Linked DNA regions of Mus musculus: regions 1, 2, 3, 4, 5 and 6 are each linked to region 7. The links are chromatin contacts, called in public promoter capture Hi-C maps. All regions are on one chromosome and are shown on one strand. Each heading gives the region's core, a stretch centred on a gene start, on an enhancer-like site or on the middle of the called end of the contact. The rest is flanking DNA. Distances are from core to core; before and after follow the strand shown.

What was found. Promoter capture Hi-C pulls out the DNA fragments that hold promoters and counts their contacts.
Region 1: a contact with region 7 is called in a promoter capture Hi-C map of liver, with 5 times the contacts expected there. The contact joins the promoter of Arf3 here to the promoter of Slc4a8 in region 7. A contact is called at or near these places in 3 of 39 promoter capture datasets (liver and pre-B cells).
Region 2: a promoter capture Hi-C map of pre-B cells shows a contact between it and region 7, with 5 times the contacts expected there. The contact joins the promoter of Atf7 here to the promoter of Slc4a8 in region 7. A contact is called at or near these places in 4 of 39 promoter capture datasets (fetal liver, liver and pre-B cells).
Region 3: a promoter capture Hi-C map of pre-B cells shows a contact between it and region 7, with 5 times the contacts expected there. The contact joins the promoter of Sp1 here to the promoter of Slc4a8 in region 7. A contact is called at or near these places in 4 of 39 promoter capture datasets (3T3-L1-derived adipocytes, the HPC-7 cell line, hippocampal neurons and 1 more).
Region 4: a promoter capture Hi-C map of pre-B cells shows a contact between it and region 7, with 4 times the contacts expected there. The contact joins the promoter of Calcoco1 here to the promoter of Slc4a8 in region 7. A contact is called at or near these places in 2 of 39 promoter capture datasets (liver and pre-B cells).
Region 5: a contact with region 7 is called in a promoter capture Hi-C map of hippocampal neurons, with 6 times the contacts expected there. The contact joins the promoter of Spats2 here to the promoter of Slc4a8 in region 7. A contact is called at or near these places in 2 of 39 promoter capture datasets (hippocampal neurons and liver).
Region 6: a promoter capture Hi-C map of liver shows a contact between it and region 7, with 7 times the contacts expected there. The contact joins the promoter of Wnt1 here to the promoter of Slc4a8 in region 7. A contact is called at or near these places in 4 of 39 promoter capture datasets (hippocampal neurons, liver and pre-B cells).

What each region holds. Positions count from the first base shown.
Region 1 is chr15:98,761,079-98,764,634 of GRCm38.p6, forward strand. Arf3 (ADP-ribosylation factor 3) reads right to left here and starts at 2,040. Exons shown (of 5, transcript NM_007478.3): 1 at 1,902-2,040. It overlaps LOC115488470, which reads right to left and starts at 968. Exons shown (of 1, transcript XM_030248862.1): 1 at 1-968. The coding sequence starts at 834. The coding sequence ends at 370.
Region 2 is chr15:102,623,793-102,627,010 of GRCm38.p6, forward strand. It overlaps Atf7 (activating transcription factor 7), which reads right to left and starts at 1,672. Exons shown (of 12, transcript NM_001310067.1): 1 at 1,570-1,672.
Region 3 is chr15:102,404,695-102,407,896 of GRCm38.p6, forward strand. Sp1 (trans-acting transcription factor 1) reads left to right here and starts at 1,622. Exons shown (of 6, transcript NM_013672.2): 1 at 1,622-1,728; 2 at 3,078-3,202. The coding sequence starts at 1,722.
Region 4 is chr15:102,720,665-102,723,899 of GRCm38.p6, forward strand. Calcoco1 (calcium binding and coiled coil domain 1) reads right to left here and starts at 1,514. Exons shown (of 15, transcript NM_026192.3): 1 at 1,383-1,514.
Region 5 is chr15:99,124,999-99,128,487 of GRCm38.p6, forward strand. Spats2 (spermatogenesis associated, serine-rich 2) reads left to right here and starts at 1,847. Exons shown (of 13, transcript NM_139140.1): 1 at 1,847-1,889.
Region 6 is chr15:98,788,216-98,791,480 of GRCm38.p6, forward strand. Wnt1 (wingless-type MMTV integration site family, member 1) reads left to right here and starts at 1,642. Exons shown (of 4, transcript NM_021279.4): 1 at 1,642-2,077; 2 at 2,649-2,902. The coding sequence starts at 1,974.
Region 7 is chr15:100,760,271-100,763,630 of GRCm38.p6, forward strand. It overlaps Slc4a8 (solute carrier family 4 (anion exchanger), member 8), which reads left to right and starts at 1,477. Exons shown (of 25, transcript NM_021530.2): 1 at 1,477-1,704. The coding sequence starts at 1,660. Gm52175 (a long non-coding RNA gene) reads right to left here. Exons shown (of 3, transcript XR_003951485.1): 3 at 2,419-2,656.

The DNA.
Region 1 (3,556 bases), core at 790-3,289, 2.0 Mb before region 7:
ATCTTGTCTGTCTCTACAACCCAGCTTCAATCACTGCGGCATCCCGCCTCTAAGCACACCGTTAGCCAAAGCACTGGTGTGCTCTGACTCACAGGCCTCTTGGTATCTACTTCCAAAGCTATGTGAGGAAGCAGATCCCAGTTTCTGTCAGCCACAGCCTCAACTTTAACAACCCTGGCTTTAAAGAAGTTTCTCCTTCTCATCAGTAGAGAACTCCTTCCCCTCGCTGCACTACCTCTTCCTTAAGCAGTAGCTAGAAACCTTGCGCAGTTCTATGCATTGCTATCCCGTGTTCTTACAAAAGCAAGATTCAAATCCAGCCTGTCTCAAAAAAGGAAGTAAGGGTCTGCCTCGGTTCCCAGGTCAACCTCAGCACTCCAGAGACAGCGGCAGGCAGCTGGTAGGTTGAGGCGAGCAAGGGCACTGCATCTCAAACAAACAAAGGAGTAAGGGAGGGGGAAAGGAAGGAGAGAAAGAAGGAAAACTGTGCAGGAGTGACTGTGTGACACCTGGGAGCCCTTTCCAGCTGCCTCCAAGGTCAGTGACTCCTTGTGTGAAAAGCTGAATGTAAGTGGATGGGCCTTTCTTAAAACGGCCTTTAACAATGTACTCAAGCGCAGGTCCAACATGCCAAAGGCCAACCCAATGGCCACTGCAGCACACAGTGGGGATACTATCCCCAAACAGGTCTAAGACAAAATGGCAGCAAAGACAGTTCCCTATCCCCCTGCCTGGGGTCACAGATGGAGGTATGCAGAGACTAGATTCTATCCTGTTGCAATGACTCAAGCAATCAGACTCCTGCAGCAGATCTCCTCCCAATAAAACTTTCATGCCATGGACCCAAGGGTGACCCAATGCAACAGTGGCAGAGACGGGTTTTACATTACCCGTCTCCCTAATGACCTCACTATTTTCTTCTTAGTCCTGACCACATACATAACCCTCCACTACATTCTTCCTGGCCCAGAGACCCTCTCCCCCCCCCCCAAAAAAAAAAACAAGTCTCTCCAAAGAGTTACGACTTAACTAAAGGACCCTGAGGTTTTAACAGGGAACTTCACCTCCCCACCTCCCCCTCCTTCCTTCAAAAAGGACTGGCATGCTAAGCAAAGGCTTCATTTTCTGTTCCGGGAATCCTGGTACTTCCTAGAGAAAGAAAGCGGATTGGAAGACACAAACTCAGGGCCAGTGACAAGCTGCTCCCTCCTTCGGTGACACCGCCCCCGCTCCGCCTGGGGGAGGAAGGCCCCACCTCTCTCCTCCGAGCTAGCTCAGGTCCCCCTCCCCCGTCTCCAGCCTCCTCTCCACCCTCTCCCCACCTGCTGCCCTCTTCCCAACACCCCAGAGCAGAGCGCCACCTCCGTGAGGACCGTGCGCAGCCAGCCGAGCCCCACCAGTAGGCCCTGATACTAAGCCCCGGCCCCCCACGCCTCGCGCTGGGTGAGGGAGGAGAATAACCACGGCACGGCACGGCTTTTCTTTGGTTCCCCCACAGCTCGGGCGGGGGAGGGAGAGAGAAAAGGCAGCGTTCCTCGCAGCCCTTTAAACCCAAGGAAAAGAGAGCCAAACAGCCACACCGCCCCCGCGTCCCCCTCCCACAGGTCAGCCTGCCTCCCCCTCGTCCCCAACCCTCCCAAGCTCACCTCTGCAGCCCAGGTCGCACCCTCGGGGGAGGCGGAGGACAAATCCGTGTGCGCCCCCCGCCCCCACCCCAGCTCGGCGTCCTTCGGCTGCGGGGACAGGAGTGGGGCTGGGGTCCCCAAGCTCAGCGAGGATCACCCCCCACACCAGCACCTCGCCCAGACGGTGCGAGCCGGACCGCGGCCGGGGGCCTCGGGCTCCCACCCGGACCCAGCCTCTTCCCTGCCCGGACCCGCCTTCCCTCCCCAGCTCCGAACCTGTTCCTGCTCCCTGCGCCGCGGCTGCCACCGCCGCCTCCGCCCCCGCAGGTTCCGCCCGGCTCTCCGGCCGCTGCCTCCCGCTCCGCAAGCCGACCCGACCGCGGTGAAGATGGTCCGCTGGCCCGCTCCCCGGCTCCCTCCTGCCCGCCCTCCACCTAGCACCGGAAGCCGCGACGGCGACAGGAGCTGTGCGGCGAACACCCACCCCCAGCCCGGGCTACTTCCCACCTCCACGATCGCGCGAGAAGTGCGCGGTAGCGAGCGGCAGTTCTCGCGAGACCCATCACCATGGCAGCGGCTGCAGCAAAAGCAGCCGGTGCTGAAGCTGAGCCTAGGCGGGGGCCTGTGTGGGGGCTGGAGGATCGGAAGGCACGGCGTGTAGAGGGGGCTGTGGGCACTGAGGTGAGGCTCCCGAGCAGAGCGAGCTCCGGGACCTTGCCACATCCTGGCTGCGCTGGCCACAGGGCTCGGACCAGGGAGTCTCCGGGGTTTCTTAAGCAGAGCCCATGTGGAGCATGGAGGATGAAAACGGTTGCTGTATCCTGCTCTAGTCCAGTCTTATTCCAAATAAACAGCGCATCACTCGCACCCCACCTGCTAATCCGCTCTGCTCCCTAGTTCCTAAGGATGCTTTCTCTGAGATCCTTTCCCATAAAGGAAGAGGAGAAAGAACGATGCATTCCAGATACTAGAGGAAACATCTGGATGGGGTCGTCTAGGAGGTTGAGGCTGAAAGGCAGAGGGCAGAAACTCAGAGGCGGCTCTCATGAAGTCTCTCTAGATGAGTCTGGATTTTAGTATCCCCAGGAAAGCGCACCCAGGACCCCGCCTTCCTTCCCTGACACTCATCTTTTGACATGATGGAGACACTGCCTGAGACTCTAGCCACAAGCTATGTTAGAATCTGAGCTAGAAGGGTCCTCGCCAGAAACGGGTGCTCTTACCCACTGAGCCATCTCACCAGCCCCCACTGCGTTCTTTAAATGCATCAAGTATAAGAGCTTGGTGCAGCGTTATAACTCTTCTCTCCCTCCAAAACATAGGCTGGGAACAGAATCTATCTCTTGTCACATCTGTCTCTGGTTTATACCTTTATACCAGTTTGTCTTCTCTTGTTTACCTCAAAAATTACAGGACTGGCTGGGGGCGGTGGTGGCACAAGCTTTTAATCCCAGCACTGGAGACTAGGGTGCAGAGGCAGGTGGATGTCTGTGAGTTAAAGGTCAGTCTGATTTACAGAGCAGGCTCCAGAACAGCCAGAGATGGTTAACGAAGAGATGGACAGCAAGGAACTTGCTTATAACGAAGAGAATTATATTTGTCCCCACTCAGGACTCAATGCTGTTGAGAGCCTTTGTTAAGCTCTGGTTTTTGCTCGTTTTTCCCTCCATTTATTAACTCTGTGTGTGTGTGCTTGTATGAGAGATTGCGGGTGCACTTGTGCTCTAGCAAGATGTGGAGGTTAGAGAGGACACCTTTTGGGAGTCGCTGTTCTTGACTTTTTTCCCTCGTTGGGCCAGGATCTCTGGTTTCTGCTGCTGCAGTGCACACTCTAGGCTAGCTCTGTGTGATTCTCCTGGCATCATCCCCCATCTTACTTTAGGAATGCTTTCATTACACCACAGGCATTCAGCTTTAAAATATATATATTT
Region 2 (3,218 bases), core at 422-2,921, 1.9 Mb after region 7:
AACCCTAGTACTACATAAACTGGATATGGTGGTACACACCTATTATCCCAGCACTTGGGAGGTGGGTGGAGGATCATGGTCACCCTCAGTTATCTCAGTCTGAGGTGTACTTGGGCTATATGAAACACTGCCCCAATTAATAAACAAGAAAATATACAAGATAATTAAGATTAAGTTCAATCATCCATTAAATAACTCTTAATGAACGAAAGGGAAAATTCACATTTAAGGAAACAAAATTTATTTGTTAGTGTTTAGAGTACCTATAGTTTCTTCAGAAATTATACTGCTGAAAAAATTTTAAACATAGGAAACAAATGAGTTTGCTGAAATTAAAAAAAAAAAAAAACCTGCACATCTCCACAAACCTATACTTCATATGAACCCTGAGAGATATTAAAACACCCTCTGCTAAGCAGAAAACAAAGTTAGGAAAGTAGTAACACGGGAATCTGGGTAGGAGGTGCCCTGGGTAGTAAACACCCCAGTGAGTGCACATAATAAGCATTTCAGAGCAACATAGAAGTCCCAACGGGTCTCCAACTTGGACTGCGAAGTCCCAGGCCCACATCCCTGTGTTCTGAAAGAAATGAAACTTGGAAAGTGGAACACTGGAAAAATGACAATCAGAGTAGCGCCCTACTTTTCTTCTTCTCAACCCCCGGGCCAGCATTTTGGCTGGCTGGTCACCAGTCTGGGTGCCATATCCACCAAAAAACACTAAGCAGTATCCTGGCGGTCTCCCGACTGAAGAAAGAACCAGACTGTATGTCAGTCGCTGTCTCTTCTCCAAATATCCCCCCTTACCCTCTGGATTTCCATATTATCACCGAAGCGATGCCTTCTAGCAACCCAACCCACTCACATGTCCTCCTAAACTCATCCACTTAATCTGTCCAGATCCATACTTTCTGACACCGTGTCTCTTGCTCAGATTCTTCTGAATTCAATCGAAACGCCAGGACCCCCGTTTCCCAATGCTCCACTTCGACCACACAACGCGTGCTTTCACCTGAGCCAGGCTCTCGTCACCCAAACCTACCTCCTGCCTATTTACCTCTGCCTTCTGCAGTGCCAAGCCCTAAACCCACTTTTTGGGAAATCTTTTGAGTCTTCAACCTAGTTTAGCAGTCCTCCTCTATCTTCCACTCCAAGATCCCTCCATTAGACTTCCACTAGACTTCGCTTCCCTCAGGATTCAACCCCCCTTTCCTCGCCACGCCCTGTGCCCCCCGGGGCTACTTACCCCAAGTTCTCCCCACACTTCAGTCCTCTGGCCCCGCCTTCCTCCAAAAGGAAGGAGGCGGGAGAAGAGAAGAGGGCGGCACTCCGCAAGGTAAAGGCGATCTCCCATTAGCGCTCATGGCCGCCAATTGTGGCTTCCTTCTCTCCTATTGGTTGTCTTTAGCCTACGCCCCACCCTCTTCCTCAGACAGGCCTGGCCACCGCCTCAGCGCCCCCGTCCAACAGACTGGGAGGGGAGACCCCGGCCCGGGACGCTGGGACTGGCCAGAGTAGAAGGAGAGACTCCTGTCAGGCCACGGACTAGCTAATGTTAACAGGACTCACCCGCTGGTAGCTCCGGCGCCTCCCGCCCGCCCGCGCTCGGTCCCACAATCTGTCTCCTGCTCCTCCTTTCCCCCCTCAGCGGAGCAGATACTTTCCTCCCGTCCGGCCAGGCGTGTTCACTTCTCGCGAGAAGTGGGGGCGAGGGCGCGACTCGTGGGGCTGAGTTGGACCAGGGCCTAGGGGCGGGGCTTGCTGTGAGCGTGGCTTGAGTGGAAGGTTGGGCGAGCGCTGTACACACGACTCGCACGTGTTCGGCTGCAAAGTGTGGGCAGCGCGGGGAGAGCGGCCCTGGCGTCTAACGCTGCCGATCTGTCTGTAGCTGTGGAGGTCCGAAGGTGAAGCAAAGGCAGGGAGGGACTGAGAGTGTCTCAGGCAGCCCTCGGATAAAGGGGAATTAAGGGAGCGGAGCCAAGAGAGGGACTTCAGTCACCAAGCTGGTCATTAGTTGTGTGGAGGAAGTTAAGCAAGAGTCGATCCGAGCAGGTGACTGCTTGCACTTTCTGCTTTACACTTGACAGCACCTCACTGGCCGAAGCCCCTGCCCGGTGTGTGCTGTGTGTGAGCTACGATGGTAGTGTGAGGAAGTACGTTCAACTCCAGCCTCACCGCGGCGGCGCCCGCCTCTAATCGCCACATGGAGGCAGGCGGATCTCTGTGAGTTCGAGGCCAGCCTGGTCTACATAGCGAATTCCAGGACAGCCAGCGCTATCCTTGTCTCAACAACCCCCCACCCCACCCCCAAAAGACCATGGATGATCACCAGTCTAGCCTTCTGGGCCAGTGGGAAATCCCGCGTTAAACAAACAATAAAAATAAGGGGGATAGCTCTGAGGAACCAAACCTGAAGTTGTCATCTGGTCTCTTGGACAACCCTCCATACCTGTGAACAACACACACACACACACTTACAGAGAGAAAGTAGGACTGTTAGTGTAGCTCAGTGTGAAGCCACAGCACAGTGATTTTTTTTTTTAAAATTTGTATATGTTACCCAGCAAGTATTTTATTGAAATACCAACAGCACATACTACGTCAAAAACAAAAGCACACACAACACTGTCCTGGTCATGTGGAAAATTTCTCTGACAGAATTTTTATTTTACGGTTGAGGGAGAGATAGGTCATAAGTCAATAATTATACTTACTTCAGAAAGTGAAGAGCTTTTCAGGGTAATGAGACCGAAAGCAACTCTAAGAGGGGAAAAACACTATTGCTAGTATTGAGAGAAGTCCTCTTGAGAAAGTTATTTATTTATTTATTTATTTATTTATTTATGAATGAGGCAGGGCTTATTTTGAAGCCAAGCTGTCCTGAAACTCATTTTCCTGTGTCAGCCTCCACCTAAGTACTTGTATTAAGTATGAGCCACTTGTCTGGCCTGAATGTATACCATCTACATACCAGATGCCTACCTGTGGAGGCAAGAAGAGGGCACCAGGTACCCTGAAACTAAAGTTACAAATGGTTGAGACCTGCAGTGTCAGTGCTGGGACTAGAAACAAGGTCTTCTGGAAGAATGGTCTGTCCTCTTTTAACTGCTGAGCCATCTCTTTAGCCTGAGGAGTTGAATTATTAAGAGACAGCCTTGAGACTTTCAGGAGAACATCAAATATAAGAGCTACATTTGAAAAACTTATCCTGAAGAAGA
Region 3 (3,202 bases), core at 372-2,871, 1.6 Mb after region 7:
CCTAGCTGTCCTGAAACTCAGTATGTAGATCAGGTTGGCATCAAACTTAGAAGAGATCCTCCTGCCTCTGCCTCCAGAGTTGGGTCCTAAAAGTGTGTACTACCATGCCTTACATTGAGTTTGTCATAATCAGTGCTAAATGCCTATTTAACTGGGACAACCAGGTATCTCAGCTGTCACTTCACATTTCCAAGGCCATCTCCAAAGGAGCAGAGAGCCTCGGTTCCTATCTTTAAAGTGTTTCCCTTTTTTTACAGGAGCATCCAGCCCGTAAAGTAGGACACATTAAGTGATTAACTGTATTAGTTCCAAGTACTAAACGTGGTGACACCAGTCAGTGACAAAGTTTAAATGAGGAGAAAGAAGGCGAAATGGAGGCCAGAGATTGAGGTGCCTAAGGCAAAATCTTTAACCTTTGTGATTGCAAAAGGAAGTAACTAGGTTAGCGTGCTTTCTACTAAGAGGGAAAATGGAAGTAGTTTATGAGAGCTTGGCTTCACGAAGTTCCCCAGCGTGCGTTACTCTGAAAGCTGAGTTGGTTTAGCAGGTCTGGGGCAGCTTAAGAAAATGGCGCTTGCTACATCTTCCCGAAAGACTTCCATATTGGTCAGCTCAGTCGACTTGGGTTTTCGCGTGCCGTCACCAAGCTGTCGTCCCGCCCGCCGCCGCAGGGCTTCCACCCACGGCCAGGGGGAGCCGCCCGCCCATCCCGGCAGGGGTGACATTCGAGGGGTGCTGTGTAGGAGCGGGGAAGGGACAACCCGAACAGTCTCGGGCGACGCGACACTCTCGCCCTCACGCGTCTCGACTCTGACACTTGTGGAGGGCTCCACTCAAGCGCACACCCTAACGAGGGAAGGAAGCCTCCCGAGGAGGGCCAACATGGCGACCAACTCCTTTTGGCACAGCCCGGTTCCCTCCTCAGGATGGGCGGCCCTGTAACGACCATTGGCCAAAGCTAGAGGCGGTGCCATGCTGCCTTCGCTGCCTCATTGGCTTGAGTATCGGAGGAGGAAGCCTGTTCTCCTCTCCCCATTCCAAGTTCCAGCCTCCACCTTCTCCTCGGCGCGTAATTGGCTGTTCGTTCACGTCAATACGCGTCCTGTTCCGGCTCTTTTCAGTTATCGTCCAATCAGAACTTTCTTAACTGCCCGCCTGAATTCTGATTGGTTTAGGAAGCTTGCTCCTATCCCATTCCGGCCTATTTCTTACTCTTCCCCCTACACGGACTTTGCCCAGGCATGCCCAGGATTCTGGTTGGTCGTTGTCCTGTCTTTCTTACTTAAGCTCTTCCTATCCCTACCGCTCACGGAGCCCGCCTGGAGGTTGACTGGTTTCTCTGCAAGTCCATCGTCATCTCATCCCGCCCACCACCACTTCCTGAGTTTCTAATTGGTTGCTAAAACTGAGAGGGCGGCCTTTCTGGGCGGAAACCAAGTACGCAACTTGCTCTTACACGCCTCAGCGAGAGAGCGAGTCCTACCATTGGGTAGGCAGCCCGCCTTTCCTCTGCAAGGCCCTCCTTTCACCCTCCCTCATTGGGCGGGGCAGTAGATAAGGGGCGGGGATTAGGCCGGGCTTGTGGTGCGCTGCTCCCTCCTCCTTACCCCCCCCTCCCTGTCCGGTCCGGGTTCGCTTGCCTCGTCAGCGTCCGCGTTTTTCCCGGCCCCCCCCAACCCCCCCGTACAGGACCCCCTTGAGCTCGCCCCTCAGCTGCCACCATGAGCGGTAAGGATGAGTCCACTCCGAGCCTAGGGGTGGGAGGGGAGTGAGGGGGCGCGCGCGAGGACCGACCGGGCGGTCCCCGCTGTGAGGGGGGGCGGGCGGGAGGCGGCGGCGGCGGCCTTGGTCCCGCCCGGGGCGGAGGGAAGGGAGGGAGAAGGGGCAGTGGCGGGGCCTCGGAGGAGGAGGGGGATGGGCTACCCGCCCCGGGGGAGGGGGCAGCGTGGCCTCGCCCGCCCCCTGCCCGCCCCGGCCACGAGGGACGGGCCTTACCCCCCACTACCCGGCCGGCCGCCTGAGGCTCCTCCCGTCGGGGGCTGGCGCCGCGGGGGCGGCCCGACCAGTGCAGGCCCCGCCTGGGCCAACCGCCTCCCCGGTCCGCCCGCCCTCCGGTCGCAGCCTGCCCCGGGCCCTCCCCCGCACCCCCGTAAATTTCCCTTCCCCCATCCGACCCGCCCTTGCCACGCCTCTATCCCCGAAACCGCCCCTTCCTTCTTTGGACCGCCTCCTCAGCCCCAAACCTGGGTTCTAATCCCTAGACCCTTACCTGTCCTCTCAGATGTTTCCTCACCTTCTCTTAGGATTTACTCTTTCTCAGTCCCTTCCTGTTATTGTTTACACTAGATCTTTCTTCATCTCTTATAGTCCTAATTTTAGCACACTTTCCATCCACCCACATGTTGGGTCTCCTTTTCCTTCCAGGATGCATTTTTTTTTTTTTTCTTTTTTGAGATAGGTTCTATGTGGTATTCGTAGTAACTCGAAGTTACTATTGCAGCCCTCAGACTTTTAGCTGTCTAGGTGCCTCTTCCTCTTGAGTGCTGGGATTAAGAGTGCTATCAACCCTAAGGAGCAACTCTTTATTTCTGAGACACTGAAATTCCAAATTCCCTTTCTCAAAAGGGCTATTTGTATTGGGATCAGTTCTTACTCTGTAGGCCTGGAAGACCTAGAACTGGTGAACCACCTGGCTCATCCTTCCAAGTCTTGGGATTATAGGTGTGAGTCACCATGCCTAGCTTCCAAAGCAATTTTTGAGTCATTTCTGGGGTTAATTTGTGCATAGGAAAATAGTGGCCTGTCTTGGGCACCATTAAGCTATGTGTCTATGGCTTTGGCATCCCAATTTACTATGTAGCTGAGGATTTCTTTGAACTTTTGCCTCCACTTCCAAATTCTGGGATTTTAGGCTTACCACCATATTTAGACCTATCTGGCTAAGATCTTTTTAAAAACTGTTCTGTCAGTCATTGCTGACGGTCAAATCCTTAATTTTAAATCTTATGTTGTTTTTAACACACCCCCCCCTACACACACACATACACTTAATTTATTTCTTTTGTAATTATTTTTAGACCAAGATCACTCCATGGATGAAGTGACAGCTGTGGTGAAGATTGAAAAAGATGTTGGTGGCAATAATGGGGGTAGCGGCAATGGTGGCGGTGCCGCCTTTTCTCAGACTCGAAGCAGCAGCACA
Region 4 (3,235 bases), core at 264-2,763, 2.0 Mb after region 7:
TGATTTGTTTGGGTGTTAGCCCAGCTCCAGTACCCTATACCCATTTTCTTGTTGGCTCCTCTTAGCCTCAATTCTAAGAGTCCAAATCTTGACATATGTTTGGGTTAATGGCAGGAGATAAGCAGATAAAATGGAGTTAGCTAGGGAGAACTAATTGGAAAATAGATAATAATAATAATAATAGCAACAACAACAATCAAGAGTTCAGGGGGTAGAATAGTTGGGTGGGTAGAGGTGCTTGCCACCAACTCAAGGTTGGGAGAAGAGAACTGATATCCCCAAGCTGTGCTCAGACTTCTGTACACCTATCTTCACACAGACACAGACAGACAGACACACACACACAGAAGTAAAAAAAAAAAAGTTAAAACAGAGTAGTACTCAGAGATGAATAAGAACAAAGTATGGATGGTGTACATGTTTGAAATGAAACTCACTGTATATTAACTTAAAAAAAAAATACACCTCAGTCCAGAGCGGGGAGGCAGCCCTTTTCTCTAGCCCACACATCTGCTTCCTGTGTCAGGTGCAGCTGATGTGTCCAATCAGACATCACCACTAGTCATATGCACACCCCCAAACATCACAAACCCACACCAGGCTGAGACAGTGGGGGAGGAACTTTAAAAGAAATTAAACACTCCATGGAGAAGGAAAGGTGGGCCAGCAATGCAATAGGAAACAGTTTCTTTGTCGGCTTTTTTTTTTTCATCTATGAAAAATCTCTCATTACAGCTACTCCGTGTTTTCTTCAATATAAGTCTTCTTAGGTTAGAGTGAGATCTGTCTCTAAAGTTCTACCCGTTGAGAACCCCAAACCCCTCCTTTCCCACAAAGACAATCTGTAACAGCTGCAGATATTCTTCAGAACTGAAAGTGTATGTGGTCAGATGCTGATGTTCAAATGCATTCTCTCTCTCTCTCCCTCTCTGTGTGTGCGTGTGTGTGTGTGTCCCCTCTCCACTGTAGGGCTCTCAGCGTTTTGGCGTTCCACAAGTTGGAAGTTTTCCCCTCAGGGATTCAGCGTAGTAAAGGCCTTTGGATCTTTGGATTTGGGTAAGAGAGAGAAGGTCTGTGAGGGCAAAGACTTGCCTGGAAAAGATTAAGCAAATATTTCAGTCCCTTCAAGCTTCCATAATCGGATCGAGCTTTACTGAGGAGGCCCCGCAAGAAAGTGAGGACAATGCGGGCTACTCCTCAAGGCCCCCCTTGAAACCAACAAAACCGAAACGTGGGGGAGGCTTCCTTAGTGCGTAAAGTATTAAAACCTAAACGCTCCTACCGTCCTCTTCTACAGTTCTCTCGGATTAGCCTTTCGCAGGCTGAGAAGCGGGCTGACCACCCCCGCGTAAGCCCACCCTCAGTTAGGCCAAGTTTCTTACCCCACGGACGGATCAGCTGTTCCCCTCACCTTTCACCAACAACAAAAACAGCACTCCGACTATAGGAGGGGAGGGGAAGAGTGACGCGAGAGCTTCTGGGGCTTGTGGTTCTTCTATGACTCGACACTGTCTACTTTTCTACCTGTGGAACTACATGTCCCAGGAGGCTGCGCGCGAGGGGCGGGGAAGAGGGCGGGGCGGTGATGGACTCAGCGTGGCATCCCGGGAGATGTAGTTCTTACTCCCGAGGCAGTTCAGGAGGGTGTGTCTTCCAAAGGACTTCACGGCCCATGATTCCTTAAGAAAGGGCAGGCTGATCTAGTGGAGGCTGCTGGTTCGTAGCATGCTTAGTGGGAGAGTTGACGGCTTTAACGCGTTCTGCACAGCTCTTTTCGGTGGGGCGGAACGCTTCCAGCACAGCCTTCTTGTTCGCTTTTACAAGATAGGCTGTAGTGTTATATCTACTTACAAAAGAAAAAACTTGTCTAAGGAATCCTCTAGGGTCAGGGCTATGAAACTGTAGAACTCTGCCAGGCCTCTCCCAAGCTACGAGCTACAGCCACCATGTTGTGGGTGGGGAAACTCACAGGGGTGGTAGTGGTTATTTATTTTTAGCTTGTTCTGACTTCAGGGTTGACAGAGCTTGTAAAAGTCTCAAAGCTTACTGTTTGGTTCCAGCTTGAGAAGATTTCCATGCCAAGGGGTCCGATAACACACACACACACACACACACACACACACACACACACACACACATACCACACCTGCACGTGCTCCCCCTGGAGTGGCTTCTGGGGCTAGGATTAGGGGACATAGCTTGAAATGGTGGCTAGGCTGTGGAATGAAAAGCATGCGGTTGAAGAGAGAGCTTGGCAGGACTGCCACAGCTCACAACAAGCTACTTAGAGAGGCTTGTTTGCCCAAGCCTTTTAACTGGCTTAAATTAATTAGAGCAACAATACAATTGTTGCTATAGGGTTGTTTTTTGTTTGTTTGTTTGTTTTGTTTTGTTTTGATAGGCGAAAGAGTCACACTGTTCCCACACCGCAGTCACTTAAGGACTTGAACCGTCCTCATCGTTGTGGGTGGCCTCCAACCCTGGAAGAGTTCAACCCCCCCCCCCTTTCTCAATATTAAAGGATTAAGTGAGATGTAATGCTACACACCTATAACCCTAGCAATTGAAGAGGCAGAGGCAGGGAGATCCTGGAGATTTCGATTCTGACTCAGGCTACACAGGAGACCCTGTCTCACAAATAAATAGTTATGCCGGAAAGACAGCTGTCCTCTCCTGGTTGGGTCCATTCTAATTATCTGTGGCAGTAGGTTCTGGCGGCGCCTCTTCTTTTACTTTTTTTTTTTTTTTGGTAGTTTTTTTTTTTTTTTTCCTTTTAAGATTGAATAGGGTATTTGATGCTGTCCTTGGGTGCCTTTCATTTGAAGATCTCCAAGCATTAAGTCACTGGGCTGCACAAACATTAAGATGACATGTCTGTGTCATTAGTCAGGATTTATGAGTTAGGGCACAAGCTGCTGGATGGGGAGATAGTTCAAGGTCCTGGGTTAGCTACGAGTGAAGCCTGTCCAAAGACTCAAGTCTCAAATGTTTATTTTGTCTGCATTCAGAATGAAAGCTTGTAAAAATCTCAGTCTCAAATAGAGCTAAGGTAATAACAACTTCCATGTTTGGGATGCTTACAGCGTTTTTAAACAGCCATAACGTATGCCCTATTATCATCCCCATTTTACGTGTAATGAGAGCAACACTCAGACAGCTGAGTAATTCGTGAGGTTAATCCAGCTAAGTGGCAGAATCAGGGTTCAAGTTCCAGTAGTCAGCACTGTATTAATGT
Region 5 (3,489 bases), core at 597-3,096, 1.6 Mb before region 7:
GAGGGCAGTTATGAACTTGATCCCCAGAATCCACAGGGTGGCTCACAACCATTCAGAACTTCAGGTCTTGATCTGTTGTCCTCCTTTGAATTCTGCTGGCACCAGGTATATGGTATACATACACGCAGGCAAGACACACAAGTTCAATCAATCAAAAAATATTAACATTACATGAAAAAAGAACTGCGCCTAGCATGTTTAAGGTTGGGGGTGGGTGGGGAGGGGCAGCAGTGCTCTTCCAGCACGGTATAAGCCTCGGATTTCCTAGTGATCAGGAGGCTGAGGCAGGAAGTTCCAGAGTTGGAGGCCAGCAGAGAGCTACATGGCCAGATCTTGTCACAATAAACAAAAATAAAAACAGTGCACAGCAAAAAGAACAAGGATCCGATGAAGACATCTGACTTGGCAGACACATACTGTCCCATGGTCAATTATATGATCTAAGACTGGAGTGATAAAACATATGGATATACTGTGCTCTGCCTGTAGCACACATCTATAAGCACGCACTTGAGGTGGTTCTGACTATTCAAAGCCCCTTTGCTTGGCTTCAAAGGAAGTGAGAAGTAGATGGTGATGAATATTTTCAGTGATGATTTAGTCGAAAACTCAGCCTCTACCAGGCGTATCCAACCTTTTGATATTGTGACATGATTGTCTTCCACAAAGTTCACTATTTAGATTTTAAAAATAACCGCCAAAACAGGTCTCATATTTAAGTTCCTTGGCTTGAATGTGGTTGGACATGCCCTTCCTAACCTCTCTCTCCTGATCAGAACCGGTAAGACACTAACTCAAAAGATACATCAATACTAGCGATGATCTGGCTCTGGAGAGGCTGGAGATTTCGAGCCCTGATTACGAAGTTAGGTATTTAACAGAAAGATTCGACAACAGCCCTTCCTAATCACAGCCACGTAGAGGGATGCAGGAAGTGTGAGGTCGTTCGCTCGCACATCCTCTCTCCAGAACCTCTCCCATCAGGCTGGGTGGCCAGGTGGCTCTGAAATAACCTTTAGGAGCAGAAGGTAGGTCCGGAGGCGGGCAAAGTTAAAGGGAGTGAGCGGCTGAATTGTTCCCTGCTAGAGAGGGCGGACGTGCCTGCAGACCTGGAGCGAAAGGCTCTAGGATCCCATTGGGAATCTTCGGCCACCTCCGGTGAGTTTCGGCTCTTTCCGTCAGTTCCCGCTCGGCTCGTCACTTAGGGGCACGCTGGCGCCCACTCCTAGCCCGGCCGCTTTAGGTCGCCTTTCCCGCACGCGGACGCGAGTACGCGCCCTGCTCGTCTCGCCGCCGTTCCTTCCCGTTTGGCCCCTGACCCGCTCCTTCAACCCCTCAGTGAATTAATTCCCCGTCTCCCGCAACTCAGGCGCGCGAACCCCGCGCGAAGGGAGAGCGCCTGAGAGGAGCGGTAACCCGGCCGCGCGCCCCGGTCCCCTCGGCTCCGGTCTCCCGCGTGCGGCGCATCGGGGTCGCGCCGGCGCGAGCGCGCGCCCTGCGCTCCGGCTGGCGGGGGGCGCATGCACGAGTACGAGCGCGCGCGCACGCGCGGGCTCCGAGGCGGGGCGAGAGGGGCGAGCGGCGGCGCGAGTGCGGGCGGACGAGGGTCGCTGTGGATCCGCGGGCACTCCGGCCCCAGCCGCGCCTGCGAGGCTCTGCCGGCCGCCCGGCGGACGAGGGACGCGGGGAAGGCGGCGGTGGGGGCGGGGCGGCTCGGCGTCGGGCCTCGGGCGAGCTGGGGGAGGAGCGCGGCAGCGACGGCGGCGGCTCCCGAGGACGAGGGCGAGGAGGAGGCGGAGGCTCTTCTTTCCTCATCCCAGACCCGGGAGCGTCCGGAACGCAGAGCCCGGAACTGGGGGGACGCGGCGGCTGCAGGGAGCCCGGGCTAGGTAAGGCTGGGGGTGTTGGGTGAAGTGGGTGGCGGGGGCGAGAGGGGCCGGAGGTGGAGGGAGGGCTCGAGGAAGGGGAAAGAGGGAAGGGGCAGTTGTTGGGGGTTGGGGTACCGAGAGGAGGGGGACCGGGAGCCCTTTGGTTCCCGCAGTGTGGAGAGGGCCGCGGGTTTCTGGGGTTAAAGGGGCGAGCGAAGCACACGGGTCCGAGTTGGGGAGTTTCCAGAGGATAGGCCGGAGAAACAATGGAGTGAGGGGGACTCTGGCGAGAGCGTGTGTGCGGTCCTAGATTTCAGAAACTACGTGCGGGATCGGAAAGAATGAAATAATGGGTCGATTGAAATGTGAAGTACGGCGAGATGGGCATGTGTAAAGTCTTCTGCATTGTGTCAGGACGCAAGTGCCATCATGGGACTTAAAGGGTAGAAGGACAATTTCGGAATTTGAGAGGAAACCGGACTAGAAAAGGCAAAGAGAGGCAAAGAAATACGAGTTTGGTTTTGAATTAAACCAGAGCCTAGGATAGAGGTGCACTAGAGGGTCTTCGTCTCCTAATTCATCCAAGATGATTCTATTTTTTTTTTTTTTTAGGGAGTGGGTTAGTCTTGGCCCCTTGCTAAGGCATGCAAGCCCTTCTCCCAGTAATTTTATTATTATTATTTATAGTTCATTTTGTTGTAAGGCAAAACTGTAATATTTATTCTCGATCAGCTCAGCAGACTACTGTATATAATTTCTCCGTATTTATTGAAGCAAGAGAGAACACACTGCCGGCAGTACTCTACCATGAGCGAGGTCAGCGATACTGCGGAGTTGAAGATGTTTGGTTTGAAAAGTAATGAATAACTGTGATTTTTTTTTTCTTTTTAAATTTAAGTTGTCTGTCCTTTGTTGGAATTTTTGTTTCCCATTGAGAAATGTTCCGGCTTGAAAAAAAAATGTTCATAAACCTTCTAATTCTGGTTTTGTGCTTGGGGGAAGAGAGTTTCGGTTTTTTGTTTTTAGAAATTGTTCAGGGATGCTGATTCCTAGTGGTCAAACTGCCTCCACATTCTCGTATTTTTGAGTTAAGGTGGTTTGGGAGTCCTGTGAATAAGTATTTCAGGGTTATGGACTTTGCATTCCACCCCCCCCCCCAGACTCCCCCCTTGGGGGTGGTCTTAGTCTTTATCAGTAACCTAGGCTGGCTTGTGACCTATTGTGTAACCCCAGTTAGCCTTTGAAGTAAAGTTCTTTTGCCTCAGACTCCCAGCTGCTGGGATTACAGCTGTGAGGCTGGGCCTGTATCTTCTTTATACTTTAATTTCCAGGCCAAATTTGATACAGCACTGACTGGAAGATCACTGATTCTGAAGCTATTATTATCATTATGCATTCATAGATGTGTGCGTTAAGCTTTTCATTGGTGAGACGTGAAGTTTTGCTGACTCATCTAAACTAAAATTTCTGGGCAGTCATCCGTTTATAGTTTTCAGCTGTGTTTCTGATAGCGGGCAGCATTAGGCCACCTTCTAAATATCAAAAAAAATCATGACCTAAAATGTACCTTTAAAAATTCTTACTTATAGCCTGATGGTGGCCATGCATGCTTTTAATCCCA
Region 6 (3,265 bases), core at 392-2,891, 2.0 Mb before region 7:
GAAAGTAGAATCCACAATGGAAGAGTTAAGGCTCTTGGGTAAGAGTGGGAGAAAATGGGGGTGGGGGGTGGGGACACTGCAGAAACCTGGGAGAAAAAAAATCCAACTAAAATCAGGAAACACATGGAGGCACAAATTTGCTAATCTTTCTTTAAAAAACTGTTTCAGGAGATTTATTTTATGTATGTATGTATGTATGTATGTATGTATGTATGTATGTATGTATACGTGCACCTGTGTGTGCTTGGTGTCAGTGGGGCTCAGACATCACCTGATTCCCTGGAACTGGAGTTACAGGTGGCTATAAGCCACCACTTGGGTGCTGAGAACAGAGTCCGGGGCCTCTGGCAGAGCAGTCAGTGCTTTTAGCCACTGAGCCATCTCTCATTCCCCCCAATTATGTTCATCTTGAGTTGGGCAGGTACGGTGGCGGAATAGGCCTGTAATCCCAGCAGTCACTGGACCATCATGGGTTCTACATATTAAACCTTTATGTTAGGTAGGGTCACACAGCAAGATCCGGTCACAAAACCAGCAACAACAAAACCAAAAGGAGCCAGCTTCTTCCCACAAGCATTCTTTCCCTCAGGTCTTCAGCTCCATCTGACAGCTACTCGGCTGGTGGTCCTATCCTTTCTGAGCCTAGTTGCCAGAGAAACAAGCCCGGTTCATCTTCATGACTAGCACATCTAATGATAAGCACAGGTTGACTCAAGGTGCCATAGGGTGACACTAGGTACCCAGAGCGACAGAATGACACCTATGAGTGCACGTCGTTAATCACAAACACACACACACACACACACACACACACACACACACACTCATGCACCCACCTGCAAACACAATTGCAGCCTTCTGGACGTCTCCTGTCACAGCCCCACCTCCTTCCTGATACACTGCGTTAAGTGGTGACTGTAACAAAATGACTTCATGCTCTCCCTGTCCTGAGCCAAATTACACAATTATTTGGAAAGGGCTCAAAATGTTCTTCGTTAGAAGTTTCTGGATACACCAATACACAGGAGCGTGCACCCTCAGAACACATGTACACTTTGACTTAATCTCACGGGTGACACACCGACGCTTACACTCCCCCTAGCCCACAGAGGCAAACTGCTGGGCGCTTCTGAGTTTCTCACTGCCACCAGCTCGGTTTGCTCAGCCTACCCCTACACCCCACGCCCGGGAATCCCTGACCACAGCTCCACCCATGCTCTGTCTCCTTCTTTTCCTTCTCTGTCCAGCCGTCGGGGTTCCTGGGTGAGGAAGTGTCTCCACGGAGTCGCTGGCTAGAACCACAACTTTCATCCTGCCATTCAGAATAGGGAAGAGAAGAGACCACAGCGTAGGGGGGACAGAGGAGACGGACTTCGAGAGGACAGCCCCACCGGCGCGTGTGGGGGAGGCAATCCAGGCTGCAAACAGGTTGTCCCCAGCGCATTGTCTCCGCGCCCCCTGGCGGATGCTGGTCCCCGACGGGCTCCGGACGCGCAGAAGAGTGAGGCCGGCGCGCGTGGGAGGCCATCCCAAGGGGAGGGGTCGGCGGCCAGTGCAGACCTGGAGGCGGGGGCCACCAGGCAGGGGGCGGGGGTGAGCCCCGACGGTTAGCCTGTCAGCTCTTTGCTCAGACCGGCAAGAGCCACAGCTTCGCTCGCCACTCATTGTCTGTGGCCCTGACCAGTGCGCCCTGGTGCTTTTAGTGCCGCCCGGGCCCGGAGGGGCAGCCTCTTCTCACTGCAGTCAGCGCCGCAACTATAAGAGGCCTATAAGAGGCGGTGCCTCCCGCAGTGGCTGCTTCAGCCCAGCAGCCAGGACAGCGAACCATGCTGCCTGCGGCCCGCCTCCAGACTTATTAGAGCCAGCCTGGGAACTCGCATCACTGCCCTCACCGCTGTGTCCAGTCCCACCGTCGCGGACAGCAACCACAGTCGTCAGAACCGCAGCACAGAACCAGCAAGGCCAGGCAGGCCATGGGGCTCTGGGCGCTGCTGCCCAGCTGGGTTTCTACTACGTTGCTACTGGCACTGACCGCTCTGCCCGCAGCCCTGGCTGCCAACAGTAGTGGCCGATGGTGGTAAGTGAGCTAGTACGGGGTCCGCCACTTGTCCTGGGGCAAAGAGCCAGGCACGGGCCTTACCCAGCTCCCACGCTGTGGGGATCACCAACCTACAGACCCCCCTCGTGCATTGTGACTTCACATCCAGGGTGCTCACACCTAGAACTAGCTCTGCTGAAGTGGGGGCACATCATTGGCATGCAGAAGCCCAGATACACCAGGCTCAGAGACCATTCCCATTTAATACGACCCCGTTTCTGCTGAGCAACAGGTCCCAACCTCGCTGTGGTGGGTGCTCAGGTGTCCCTTAGGTCTTGAACCAAAAAAAAAAAAAAAAAAAAAAAAAAAACCAGATATTAGCTTTGAGGTGAGGGAGTGGAATTCCTAAGTTTTTCAAGGTGGGCAAGGCTGCAGGTGGGGTTTCTCCTCGGGGGCTGACTTGAAGAAAGGAAGAGCTAAGGTAGCCATGCCTTTTCTGTCCACTCACTAGACTCTGGAGCTCAGGGCCAGGCAAGGATAGGGTGGTACAGCCTGTATGGTTAGGATGCAGGTCCCCTCCCCTGGACTGAACCCTTATGCATCCCGCCAGGGGCATCGTGAACATAGCCTCCTCCACGAACCTGTTGACGGATTCCAAGAGTCTGCAGCTGGTGCTCGAGCCCAGTCTGCAGCTGCTGAGCCGCAAGCAGCGGCGACTGATCCGACAGAACCCGGGGATCCTGCACAGCGTGAGTGGAGGGCTCCAGAGCGCTGTGCGAGAGTGCAAATGGCAATTCCGAAACCGCCGCTGGAACTGCCCCACTGCTCCGGGGCCCCACCTCTTCGGCAAGATCGTCAACCGAGGTGGGTGCCCAGGAAAGCGACGCTTCCGGGATTAAGGGAAAAGCAGGGTCATCTCCAGGGCATAGGCGGGCGAAGGCAGGGAAGACATCCCAGGGTTATATGTGATCAAACTGAGAATCGCCTGGTGCCGGCAGTTACCGTAGGTCAGCACCAGATTCTTTCTAGCCTTGCGTTGTGAGCATGATCTTTAACGTTGCTGAGCCACTGGCCCACAGAAAGGGAATTCCGGATCGTGGGCGCTGGGCGACAGCTGTTTTTCCCTAGCCTTCCTCAAAGGTACCTGGGAAGCTGATCTCTGAGGGCTAGCTAGGGTTGTGCTTCGCACCCAGCAAAGTTTGCACTGCCAATACTAGTAGCGATCTT
Region 7 (3,360 bases), core at 227-2,726:
AGAAACCCGCCTGTCTCTGCCTCCCAAGTGCTGGGATTAAAGGTGTGTGCCACCACTGCGAGGCTATTTTTTTTTTTTTCTAATGTGCATTGGTGTTCTGCCTGCATCTATGTCTGTGTGCTACATTTATTTCTTGCACCTGAGGAGCTCAGAAGAGATGAAAAAATTCCCTGGGACTGGCATTCTGGATGGTTATGAGCCTCCATGGAGGACCCGGAACCCAACCCAGGTCCTCTAGAACAGCAACAAGTTCCCTTAGCTGCTGAGCTGTCTCTCCAGCACTCTCTGACAGAATCTCCCACCAAGTCTGCAGCTCATCATGGATTGGTTGAGACTGAGGCTGGCTGGCAAGCTCCGGGGACTCTGCCGTCTCTACCTTCCCCAGCACTGAGATCACAAGCTTTTGCCTCCAGACCCAGTTTTCCTAGGTGCTGCGGATTGAACTCTGCTCCTCACACTTATATGGTAAGAACTTTTTAGACCGAGCCATTTCCCCAGCTCCAGAGACATTAAGGCCCAATCTTGTTTCTTATTTTGATTACAGTGTGTACTGATGATATGTGGAGATTGAAAAAAAATATTTTTGTGTGAGATAAGGTCTAACCAGGAAGTCTAGGCAGGCTTGAACTTGCTGCTATCCTGCCTCAGCCTCCTGAGGGCTAGATGAGCCTGCACCACCATAAGGGTTGAACTTTGACATGTACTGGGTCATGCTCCTTTCTGCAGTTTTGGCAGAGGCTGAGATTGATTGCCACGATCCCTTTCCCCTCAATGGCTTGGACTCACCTCCACTCTCAGGAGACAGAAGACAAAGGCCCCTTTCTTTCTCTCAAGCTACGGATGGTTAACCTACTCTGTTTCCTTTTAAACTCAGATCAAGTCGAATGCCTTACTCCTCACTTTCCAACCTCGCCTCAGATCGGTTAGTTCCGCTGCTGAACAATAATTCGTCTTACAGTATGTCTTTTGGACACGTTGAAATCACCCTCAGCTCAACCCCCACTGTCTGCTGTCAGTCTTAGACTGGGGAGACCCGAGTCTCAGCCTCTTTGACTGCTTCCTGTCTGCTGCTCTCTAACGCTCTTCAATCTGGCCACTAACTCAAGGGTTAAAAGTAATTTTAGAAGGCTCTCTCTTCTCATTACTTCCTCCTGCCATCTTGGTTTCGGAGGGAAATTTTCTATTAATTTAAAACCCATCTTCCGAGGAATAAAATCAGAACAGGTAAACCTGACACTTTCCCAAGAGTCAGGTGCAGCTGCAAACAGAGGCAGGGATTTTCAGTTCCTAGCAAGCAGTAGGAAGGACCTCGGAGCCCGGAGGCCCCCTAAGGGGGGAGGCGGTTTCTAAGGCAACCGGCGCGGGGAGGGGGTTGGCTCTCTGGCGCCCTCCTCCCTTCTTCCTGGTAGCCCAGGGTACCGCCGGACAGCGTCCTCCCGTGCTCCGCGCGCTGATTGGCTGCTCGGGGCGCCCTCTGATTGGCTGCTGCGGGCGCCTCGCGGGCTGATGGCTATGAAGGTGGCGCCGGTTGATGGTTGACCGATCCTTGGATCCAGGGTAGGGGTCGCTGCGCGTGCGATCGTCTCACACTGGACTACAGGGCGCGGACTGCTGCAGCTCAACCTGGAACCTACCGGCGAGACCAGGCTCCGCCCGGCCATGCCCGCCGGGAGCAACGAGCCGGACGGCGTCCTCAGCTATCAGGTGGGCCCCGCCTCCCGCTCCTCCCCGGCTCAGCCTCGGTGTTCTGCCCACCGCCCCGCTCCTGCCCCAGCCGGGGTTCCAGGCGTGTCCCCGAGGGCAGGGGGGAGGCCCGCACGGGACGCCAGGGGGCGCTCCGGGTGGCCGGGGAGGGTGACCTTGGGCCGAGCCCGGAGCCGCCGGCACTGCAGCATCCCCTGCGTCGCCGGCTGCCCGGTGTCCCGGAGCAGTGACCTCTGTCCGCGGGTCCCGGTTGGCGGCCCACACCGGCTTCTGGCCTTGCCTAGTTATGCTGTAGGTGGACGAGAGGGAATCCAGGGACCTTGCGCGGGTCTTTGTGTTTTGACTCTGTTTCCTCAGTGACTCAGAGGAAACCTTGCAAAGACCGGGAGGCTGGGAACAGCCCTGAGAATGTAGCCGGCTTTGTGGATCCCTCCGTGCTGCCCAGACAGCTGACAAGTTCTGGGTATGGATGCACATGAACCAGGGGAGCCGTGAGGTGTCAACAGCGCCGACACCACCAGCCTTACCTAGAACAACAGGGGCGGCTAATGTTAGGAAGCATTGGACTAGGTGTGAAGGGTCAGTGGGTACAGGTTCCAACCTGCTTCTCATAGGCTTCGCGATCTGAGTAAGCTACCTGTCTCTTGGAACCTCGGTTTCCCCATCTATTAAAATGGAAATATGTGTACGGTTTACTTCACAAGGCTGTTTTAAGGACTCCGTGAAACACAGTTTATTGTGTGATATCCAGTGAGTAGTAGCTTTTTGAATTCTCACACCGGCTTTCTTGTGAAACCCGATCAGGTGTGGTTACTGCTGTGCCAAGAGGGTTTGAAGGAGGGAAGGGAGCTGAGCCGGAGACTAGTACCGAAGCAGGAAGGGTGGCGGGTCTTGGAAGCAAATGCCATGTTGACATCAGGAGTGGGTTCTGGGAGGAGGCATGGAGAACTTCCTGCATGTGGTGAATGAAGTGGGCATGACACACCCTGCCCCTCTTCCCGGCAAGTAGCCTTTGCTTGCCAGTCACAAAAATAGATCTAAGATCTTGGAAAACCTTTCCCCATCTGATCTTATGACATGCTATGTTATAGTCAACCTTTGTTTGGGAGACAGTGAGCAAAAATAGGCCATGCTCTTGCCTCTTCCAGCTGGTAGAAAAGGAGAATTAGCGTTTTTGTTTGTTTGGTTGGTTGGTTTTTTTGCCTTTGGCGGTTCTGGGGATGGACTGCCTTCTACTTGCTATGCAAAGGCTCTACCACTGAGCCATACCCTGGCTAGAAGTAAGAATTGTGTGTGGATGCCTGTGTGTGTGTGTGTGTGTGTGCCCGAGCACTCATGTGGTGGCTGGCCAGAGTTTGATATCTGGTATTCACCTTATTTATTCATACATGTTCTTACACTGAACATCAGCTGGCCATGAGCCCTTGGGATCAGCCTATGGTGAGGTCCTCTCACCCGCCCCGAATGCTGGTATGCTTTAACACGGGTCCTGGGAGTCTGGATTCAGGTCTTCATGCCAGAACAAACACTCTACCTTCCCTGCTTCCCAAAGTCAACCAAACAAAACACTGTAGTCCTAGTCCTCCTGAGGCAGGAGGATTGTGTGTTTGAGGTCAGCATAGACTACATCATGAGACCCTGTTTCAAAAAAAAAAA